Linked DNA regions of Ovis aries: region 1 is linked to region 2. A link is a contact called in public Hi-C data. All regions are on one chromosome and are shown on one strand. Each heading gives the region's core, a stretch centred on a gene start, on an enhancer-like site or on the middle of the called end of the contact. The rest is flanking DNA. Distances are from core to core; before and after follow the strand shown. Region 1 overlaps FTO (FTO alpha-ketoglutarate dependent dioxygenase). Region 2 overlaps FTO (FTO alpha-ketoglutarate dependent dioxygenase).

The links. A called contact is a pair of places that touch in the nucleus more often than the background predicts.
Region 1: a contact with region 2 is called in a Hi-C map of hypothalamus, with 2.9 times the contacts expected there. The contact joins two enhancer-like sites. A contact is called at or near these places in 3 of 16 Hi-C or Micro-C datasets (hypothalamus, liver and skin fibroblasts).

What each region holds. Positions count from the first base shown.
Region 1 is chr14:21,726,714-21,730,859 of ARS-UI_Ramb_v3.0, reverse strand. All of the region lies in intron 7 of FTO (FTO alpha-ketoglutarate dependent dioxygenase), which reads right to left. Among named protein-coding and RNA genes, the nearest start is that of TRNAG-UCC, 95 kb to the right of the region's middle. Within about 2 kb of position 2,244, at least 8 of the 54 cell types and tissues checked have an H3K27ac peak or open chromatin away from gene starts, as enhancers often do. A contact at or near this core is called in hypothalamus, where this site is marked.
Region 2 is chr14:21,613,675-21,617,801 of ARS-UI_Ramb_v3.0, reverse strand. The region is part of intron 1 of FTO (FTO alpha-ketoglutarate dependent dioxygenase); the gene reads right to left. Among named protein-coding and RNA genes, the nearest start is that of TRNAG-UCC, 18 kb to the left of the region's middle. Within about 2 kb of position 1,556, at least 12 of the 54 cell types and tissues checked have an H3K27ac peak or open chromatin away from gene starts, as enhancers often do. A contact at or near this core is called in hypothalamus, where this site is marked.

The DNA of each region.
Region 1 (4,146 bases), core at 995-3,494, 110 kb before region 2:
ACATTCTTAAGTACCTTTCTCTCTTAAAACTTTAACAACAAAAAACGGGTAACAGTCTGAAATAAAACACCTACTCATTTTCCACGTCTCCCTGCTCTCCCTTGCCAAATGTTAACATAAATGGGTAGAATTAAATGTAGCCCATAGCTTACCTAACATAATTATATGTTGTGTTTTACACTGTTTCAAAACGGATACATTAAAATAATCCAGCCTTGGCTCCAACCCACTAAAGTCAATAAAGGTTATTAAGGCCAACTGCCATATAAACGCGCTGCTATCCCAGTGTGAGGAACTGTCAAGACAGGAAATGCAATTCAAAACACTGAAAACGATCAGGATCTACCTTTCTCCTCTAGAAAAAAAAAAAAAAAAAATTAAAAAGCCATAAAGCAAGGAGGAGGAAATTTCTCTCCACTACAAAAATCATCTATATTCTGAAAATGTTTACTCTGGAAACTCTTCTAGAATATTCTATTGGATTATATACCAAATTGACCTCTTTTTTTTTTTCTTAAGGTCAAAAGGCAAGGAATAAATGTCATCAATTTAGAGGACATCACATCTAGCATTTTTTTCTATATCTCAGTGAACTTGATAGTGTTAAAACATTTTTTATAGGTAAAATAAATGTCAGTTTTGCAGAGCGCGATACCAGACCCTATGAGACAAATGGCCTATCCGCTGAATCTCTGGCTGCAGTAAGACTTCCTCACCTCACAGGAGAGTTCAGCTTTTCATATTTTTTTTTTTACCCAGAAAGCAAAGCCTGTGCAGTTTCTTTCAAATGGTAACTCTCTCTTATCCTGAAGAGTCTCCCCATAACGTGCTAATCTCAGATGTGGAGTGCTGGGCTAGTTTAAAAAATAAAATAAAATACAAATATTTGAATAGTGTTAGAGTGTCATCATACCTTCCTGAAGAGCAGAATTGAGAGGAACAACTAGGCTAAGTTCCTGGATTATAAGAAAGGGTTCTGGTGCTTTTGGGCTTAATGGCTCATAAGTTCATGAGGTAATATTCAGAGGAAATGTGATATTTTATCAGAATGTTATTCAAATATAAGGTTTAACATTTACATCACAAAAACATGCCCAGAGAAGAACTGTCCTCAGGGGAAAAAATGGCAAAAATAAACAGTGTGATTTAAAAAAAGGTGCTTGCTGGAACAGGGGATGGGCGATGGAGGCTAGGGGAGTCTTAGATATAACTGACTAAACTTTTTAAAATATGTGACTGGTTATGACATGCGAAGCAATTACCATTAATGGAAGAAATGTGATTTCAAAGCTCATTTTCCGTTCTTCTTTTAGATCCTACCTGAGACTATACCTTCCAACCACAAAGGGAGAAAAAAAAAAAAAAACAATAAACACAAAGACAGAGAGGAGTTACAACACAAGTCTCTTCCCCAGTACGAGGGCTGTCAAAGGTTGCTTTAATCACAAGCAAAAGGTGAAAAGTAATGTACATATTGCCTGAGGTTTTTTTGTTTTATTTTCTCGCCAAAGGAGATCGAAGCTATGTTTCACAACAGACAAAGTGCATTAATTAGAGAAATCTTTCCACAACACATACGCAACAGATGCAGAAAAGCATAATGATAAAGAAGAAGCATTTGTCTAAAAGGACCATCCTGCTGAGTCGTGTATTCCCCGGAAGCCAGGTGAGTGCATTCAGAAAGGCTGTTTGGATTAGCCTAATTCTATAGAATCCAAATGTGCACCAAACACTGCACTTTTTAAGTTAAATTGCTGTTGAATTTGTTAACCCACAACTGATTTCCTGTGTTATGGAATCTTGGAGATTACAGCTAACTTGAAGCAACAGGGATAATTCTGGACAGTTAATGGTACATTTGTCTGCATTTTCTTGAAAGGCTTAGTTAGCATCCGGGGGCCTCAAACTGGTAGCTCAACATTGCCCCCTACTGCTCACAAATGAAAAAATCGGAGGCAGGCTGGTACAAACTAGGAACGTAACCAGCCAGTGCCAGTTCCATCCCCACACAACTATCGGATGGCACGGCACTGCCAGTCACAGAATCATAGACTTTCCCAATGATCATTCTCATCTCTTCCAATAGCAAAAGTACATTATTATGAATCTGTTACAAGTCATTACAAAAAGGCTTGAAGCAATGCTTAAATTTAATTTAGAAGTGTCATTCCTTTTATCTTGGCCCAAACCTTCATTCTGCTGATAACCATCATCCTTAGGCTTGCTGAGACACAGAGCCCATTGATTTCACTCAGAACACTCAGTAACACCACACCAACTGCAAGGAAACTGGCTCTGGCCTATTCCCAAGACTGTTCTTCTTTTTAGTATTTTTGCACAAGAGTTATGAAGAACAGATAGTTTACCTAATGTGCTAGGCACCACCAAATTAAATATATATATATAACCAAATAGTTTAAGTGAATTCGTAATAAACATCACTGGTAAGCTCACAAAACCAAAGATTCCACTCTGAAAAAAAAGAAGCCCTTGAACAAAAGCAATTCAAAAATATATTTTTAAAATATTATGAGTTTCTTTCTTATTTCACCAATTCTAATTGTTTAATTGTTACAGTTTGCCAACTCTAATTCAAAGAACTGTTAAGTTACAGTCCCAAAGTTAAACCTATACCTTAAGATCAAGGTTTAGCAAGTAAAGAAGTTCTAACTCATACATGCGTGCTAAGTTGCTTCAGTCATATCCAACTCTGTGACCCCATGGACTGTAGCCCGCCAGGCTCCTCTGTCCATGGGGATTCTCCAGGCAAGAATACTGGAGTGGGTCACCATGCTCCCCTCCAGGGGATCTTCTCAACCCAGGGATCAAACCCACATCTCCAGCAGCTCCTGACTTGCAGGTGGATTCTTTACCGCTGAGCCACCAGGGAAGTTTCTAACTCATGTAGATAAATAGATAAAACCAGAATCACACAGTGAAAAAGAAATTCTCTCAAAATGAAGCTGCCCTTATATATACATCCCAGAAAAAAACCGGAGCATACTCTGCACAGCCTAATTTTAGGAAGAGAAATAACAGGAAATTTCGGCACGAAATTTTCATCACCTCCAATCCAGTTGCACAATGCTCCATTTTGAACTGACTCATGTCTTTGGAGAAATCAATTTTTGTGATACTGTTAGTACACTAAAAGGATTACAGCATTCCTCCCCTAAACGTACATCCATGAAAAGGTGTGATTTAGAGATTTAAGGAAAAGGCTGGATAGCCGGGACTTCTGGATTATGACTCAGACTTTCAAACTGGGGTGCCATCATGGTTGTGACTTGGTATTTTCATTATTATAAAATAGGGATTAGCAAGAACTACTCATTTTTGCAAACTGGTTCACTGTTTCTAGCACATCTCATAAAGTCTGTGCAGCAGTATTCTCTCAAGAGTTTAGCAGGCTTTTATCACTTTTCCACTACATTCCAAACTTGATGATCTGGAGGTAGAACAGTGAGGTGGTGCAGGGCATGACCCTAGAGCCGGTCTTCCTGAGTTCTAACTCCAGTTCCCTGACTTAGCTGTATGACCTTGAGGAAGTTAGGGAAACCTTTTATGGTTCAGACTCCTTGGGTTTCCCTGGTGGCTCAGATGGTACAGAATCTGCCTGCAATGCAGGAGACCCCAGTTGGATCCCTGGGTCAGGAAGATCCCCTGGAGAAGGGATAGGCTACCCAGGCCAGTATGCTTGCCTGGAGAATCACCATGGACAGAGGAGTCTGTGGGGTTGCAAAGAGTCGGACACAACTAAGTGACTAACACACAATACAACACAAAACTCTCTGTGTAAAATGGGAGAAAAATATCTCCTTTATGAAATTATCATAGAAATTAAATTCTATATGTAATATTTAGAATAGTGTATGGAACTTAGTAAGTATCATGTGTGTGCATGCATGCTCAGTCACTAAGTTGTGCCTGACTCTGCAAGCCCTTGGACTGAAGCCCACCAGGCTCCTACGTCCATGAAATGTTTCAGGCAATAACACTGGAGCGGGTTGCCATTTCCTTCTCCAGGGGCCCTTCCCAACCCAGGGATCAAACCCGTATCTCCTGCCTCAGTGGGTGGATTCTTTACCACTAAGCCACCTGGGAAGCCCCACTGGCATTATTACTACTATTTAAATTTAGACTTAA
Region 2 (4,127 bases), core at 307-2,806:
CAACTGAACAACAACAATGGTTCTTGAATGTATACAATGTGTCAGAAACTATTATAAGTCTTGACTTATTGTATTCTCATAATGGAGCAACATAAAATTATGACATCCATTTTCTGGAGGAGAAAACTAAAGGCCCGAAGGGTTAAGTAACTGGCCCAAAGTCACACAGCCGGTAAGTGGCAGGGCCGACCAAGACAGAAACCCAGACCATCTGACAGAAGAACCTCACTCATCACCTGCACCAGGTAAATTAACACAAATAAAAGGAGTGACACAAACAGAGGAAGACTGTTGCAGCTTGGCTGGCCGGAGAGGCTACACGGAGCAGGTGTCATTTCAGGTAAGATACAAATCACAAGAAGCAGCGGCCAGGCTCAGAGTAAAGACCTAAAGGGAGCGTTCTAGGCAGGAAGAACAGCTGGTACAAATGCCCTGAGGAAGACCAGCCTGGAACAGAAAGAAGCCCAGCAGGTCTGAGCACAGTGGACAAGTCTAGGGAGTGGGCAGAAGCCCAGTCACGTGGGGCGTGGTCAGCCAGAACACAGGATTTCACTGTGTGCCAAGCAGTCACGGAGGGGCTTTAAGTAGGGAGGGGACACAACTCGATGTACATTTTTAAAGTCTGAGTCCAACTGACGTGTGGGAAATGGACTATGATAAGGAGAGGGCTGGGCAAAGTTGAAGTGAAGAGGGGCTTCCCTGGTGGTCCAGGGGGTTTAAGAAGTCTGTCCTCCCATGCAGAGGAAGTGAGTCCAATCCCCGGGCTGGGGGGCAGGCGGGGTGTTGGTTACTAGAATCAGGGCAACTAAGCCCGTGCAATGCAACTACTACTGCCTGCTTTGGAGCCTGCACGCGACGACTAGAGAGAAGCCCGTACACAGCAACAAAGAGCCTGGGAGGCGCAACAGAAGATCTTGCATGCCACAACTAAGACCCAACGCAGCCAAAGAAATTAAAATAAACTTTTTTAAGTTTAAGTGGGGAGACCAATTTGGGGGTAAGCAAGTCCAATCAAGAGAGAAATGATGGGGACTTCCCTGGTGGTCCAGTGACTAAGACTCCACGCTCCCAATGCAAGGGGCCCAGGTTTGATCACTGGTCAGGGAACTGGATCCCATATGCTGCAACTAAGACCCAGTACAACCAAATAAATAAATAATTTTTTTAAAAAAAAGAGAGATAAATGTTGACTTGAAGTAACAGAGGTGAGAGAAAGCGCACAGGCTCCGGATGTTTCAGAGACATGCCATGAGGATTAGATGAGGACGAACAGAACAGCTACTAGAGTATCTGACACACAGCAGCTATTTACATATGCTAATTACCTTCCCAGTCTAACAGTAAGGAAGGAGGCTTAGGCTTAAACCATAAATCTTACCCCACATTAAACCTCCCTGACACCACCACCCCCACCCCAATTTCTCCAAAGTAGCCCATAGCTCGGAGAGTACCCTGGGAATGCAACAAGTTCAAAACACAATGGAGAATTGATCTATTAAAGGAGCTGGACTGTTAAATTAAAACCGTTCCTGTGTGCCAAGCTGAGACACAAAGGGGCCAGTCTTCTTCAACAATAAAGACCAGTTAAGAGGAGACTCCAGTTACACAATCTCCTCCTCTTCACCGTGAGGCACTTAGATGGAATTTTTTTTAATAGAAAAGACAAACTCTTGAGTAAATGTAATAATTGTCTCAATAATGTGCCCCAACCACCCAAGAAGTTAAAAAAAAAAAAAAAGAAACTGGAAAATTGGGATTCTTCTCTTACAGGATCGGTTCATTGCTGTCTCAAGCGTAGGTTATATTCACCCCAGCGATGGGATGATACTACTTGGGAGATCTCAGAGCCTGATAGCAATTCAAGAAACAGAAAGATTACCTTCCAAGTATAAGAAAAAAGAAAGAAGCAAACAAGCTAACCAATAAAACAATCAGAAGCTTGTCAATGAGGCCAACTACTGAAATAATTTTCACATGTTGTCCAAAATACATTATTTTTAGAGAATCCTTCAAAAATGTCCCAAACAGGCAGGCCTATGGTGAACTCGTCTCAAAAATAGCACTTATGTATTATTTTCTAATAACAAAAACCACCATCAAATGACCTAAGGTAAATACTAATAATTATCAAAAATAGAGAATCTCCCTGCGCTTCCTAAACTCAAAAAGCTCAAGCCCAAGGAATGAAACCCTCAGCCGAGAGCAAGCACAGAAGAGGAGAGAAATTTTCTCCTCTGCCTTGCCTCACTCAGGCAAAGCTCCAGAGTGAAGAAGAAATCAGCCTTGAAGTTAAAAATCCTAAAACTCTTATTCCATTCTTTGAATTTTTAACCATTCCAGTCTTCCTAATTGCTCTGGCACAACGGTTCAACAAAAGATCTGTAAGATCAATACTATTTTTATAATACTATCATTTGCTTTTTTCACTGTGTTGACATTTGCACCAATGGTTCAAAAGAATGGTGGGTGATGTTTCAGGTGCCTTGGCACAAATCAAGCCAAAAGCACAAAACTGCACCATCAGTCACTGTGTTCTTTAAATCATGCAGTCCAGGAAAAAGAAAAGAAAGAAGTTCGTTTCACTTGAGAATGCCCCTGATAAAGCAGTAAAAATGATTAACTTTATTAAATCTCAAAAGTAAGTAAAGTAAGTAAGTTGCCTTCTTAGTATTCTGTGTGTCAAAATGGGACGTTTACCTAAAGCACTTCAAAGTGAGATGGCTGTTTCAAAGAAAAGTCCTTGTGTGATTATTTGAGTTGTGGACTAAACTAGCCAATTTTTTCACAGAACACCATTTTTACTTGAGAAAATGTCTGACACACAAAACGTGGTTAGTCAGACTTTGCAATTTGGCAAACATCTTTTCAAAAATTAGTGACTATTTCTAAATTTCTCAATTTTAGAGAAATTTCTAAATTTCTCAATTCCTAACATAATATCAATATATACAGAAGCTTCTGGGAGTCCTCAATAACTTTTAGTAGTTGAGTCAGCCCTCTATATCTATGAGTTCTGCATCTGTGGATTCAACCAATCACAGATCAAAAAAACTCGGGGGGGAAAAATTCCAGATAGTTCCAAAAAGCAAAATTTGTATTTACCACATACCAAGGGCTTCCCTGGTGGCTCAGCTGGTAAAGAATCCTCCTGCAATGTGGGAGACCTAGGTTCGATCCCTGAGCTGGAAAAATCCCCTGGAGAAGGAAACAGCTACTCACTCCAGTATTCTGGCCTGGAGAATTCCATGGACTGTATAGTCCACGCATCACAAAGAGTCAGACACGACTAAGCGACTTTCACTCACTCACTTAACAAGTATTTACATAGCATTTACCCTGTATATGGTATTATAAGTAATCTACAGAGGATTTAAAGTATACAGGAGGATGTGTGTAGGTTATATATAAAACCTACCCTGTTTTATATAAAGGACTTGGATTTTGGTATCTGCAGGGGGCCCTGGAACCAACCCCCTACAGATACTGAGGGTCGACTGTGTAAGTTTAAAAGGGCTCCTGGAGCCAATAAGTTGAGAATTTTGGCTTAGATCAAAAATAGAATAGCTGCCCTTTTTCACACACATCCTGCACAAACGAAAAGCAGAAAGGAAGACAAACTGAATTTCTTTGGACTCTATTGTGCAATTTACTTAAGGCCCATGGGCCTTGCTAATTTGCATGTCTGATTTACTCCAAATCCTTTCTTCCTCCTCCTCCCTGGCAAGAAACCACAGACAAATTCCATCGCTATTTCACAACCCCCTCTTAAGCAAACTGCGATGCGGCGGTACAGACATGGAGCTCATCCAGCCTGGCAAACAGGGGGAAGGAGTTCAGCTCCAGGGCTTTCGAGCCAAGGGCCCTTTTCAAACATTAAATCCACAAAACACGGCATTAGCTTGCTCAAAGCAAATAGTTAATTTGTCCTTTCACAAGAAATCAAAAGGACAAAAATCACACAGCTAGACGTGGCTTCAGCCCCCACTAACCCTTCCCCATCCCCCTGTCCCAAGCAAGTAAATGTCTAAACCATGAAGAATCAACAAGTCAATCAATCCATAACAAATATTTATCCTGTCTACATGGGGAAAAAAAAAAGAGAGAACGTATATGGTCACAAAAGAAAA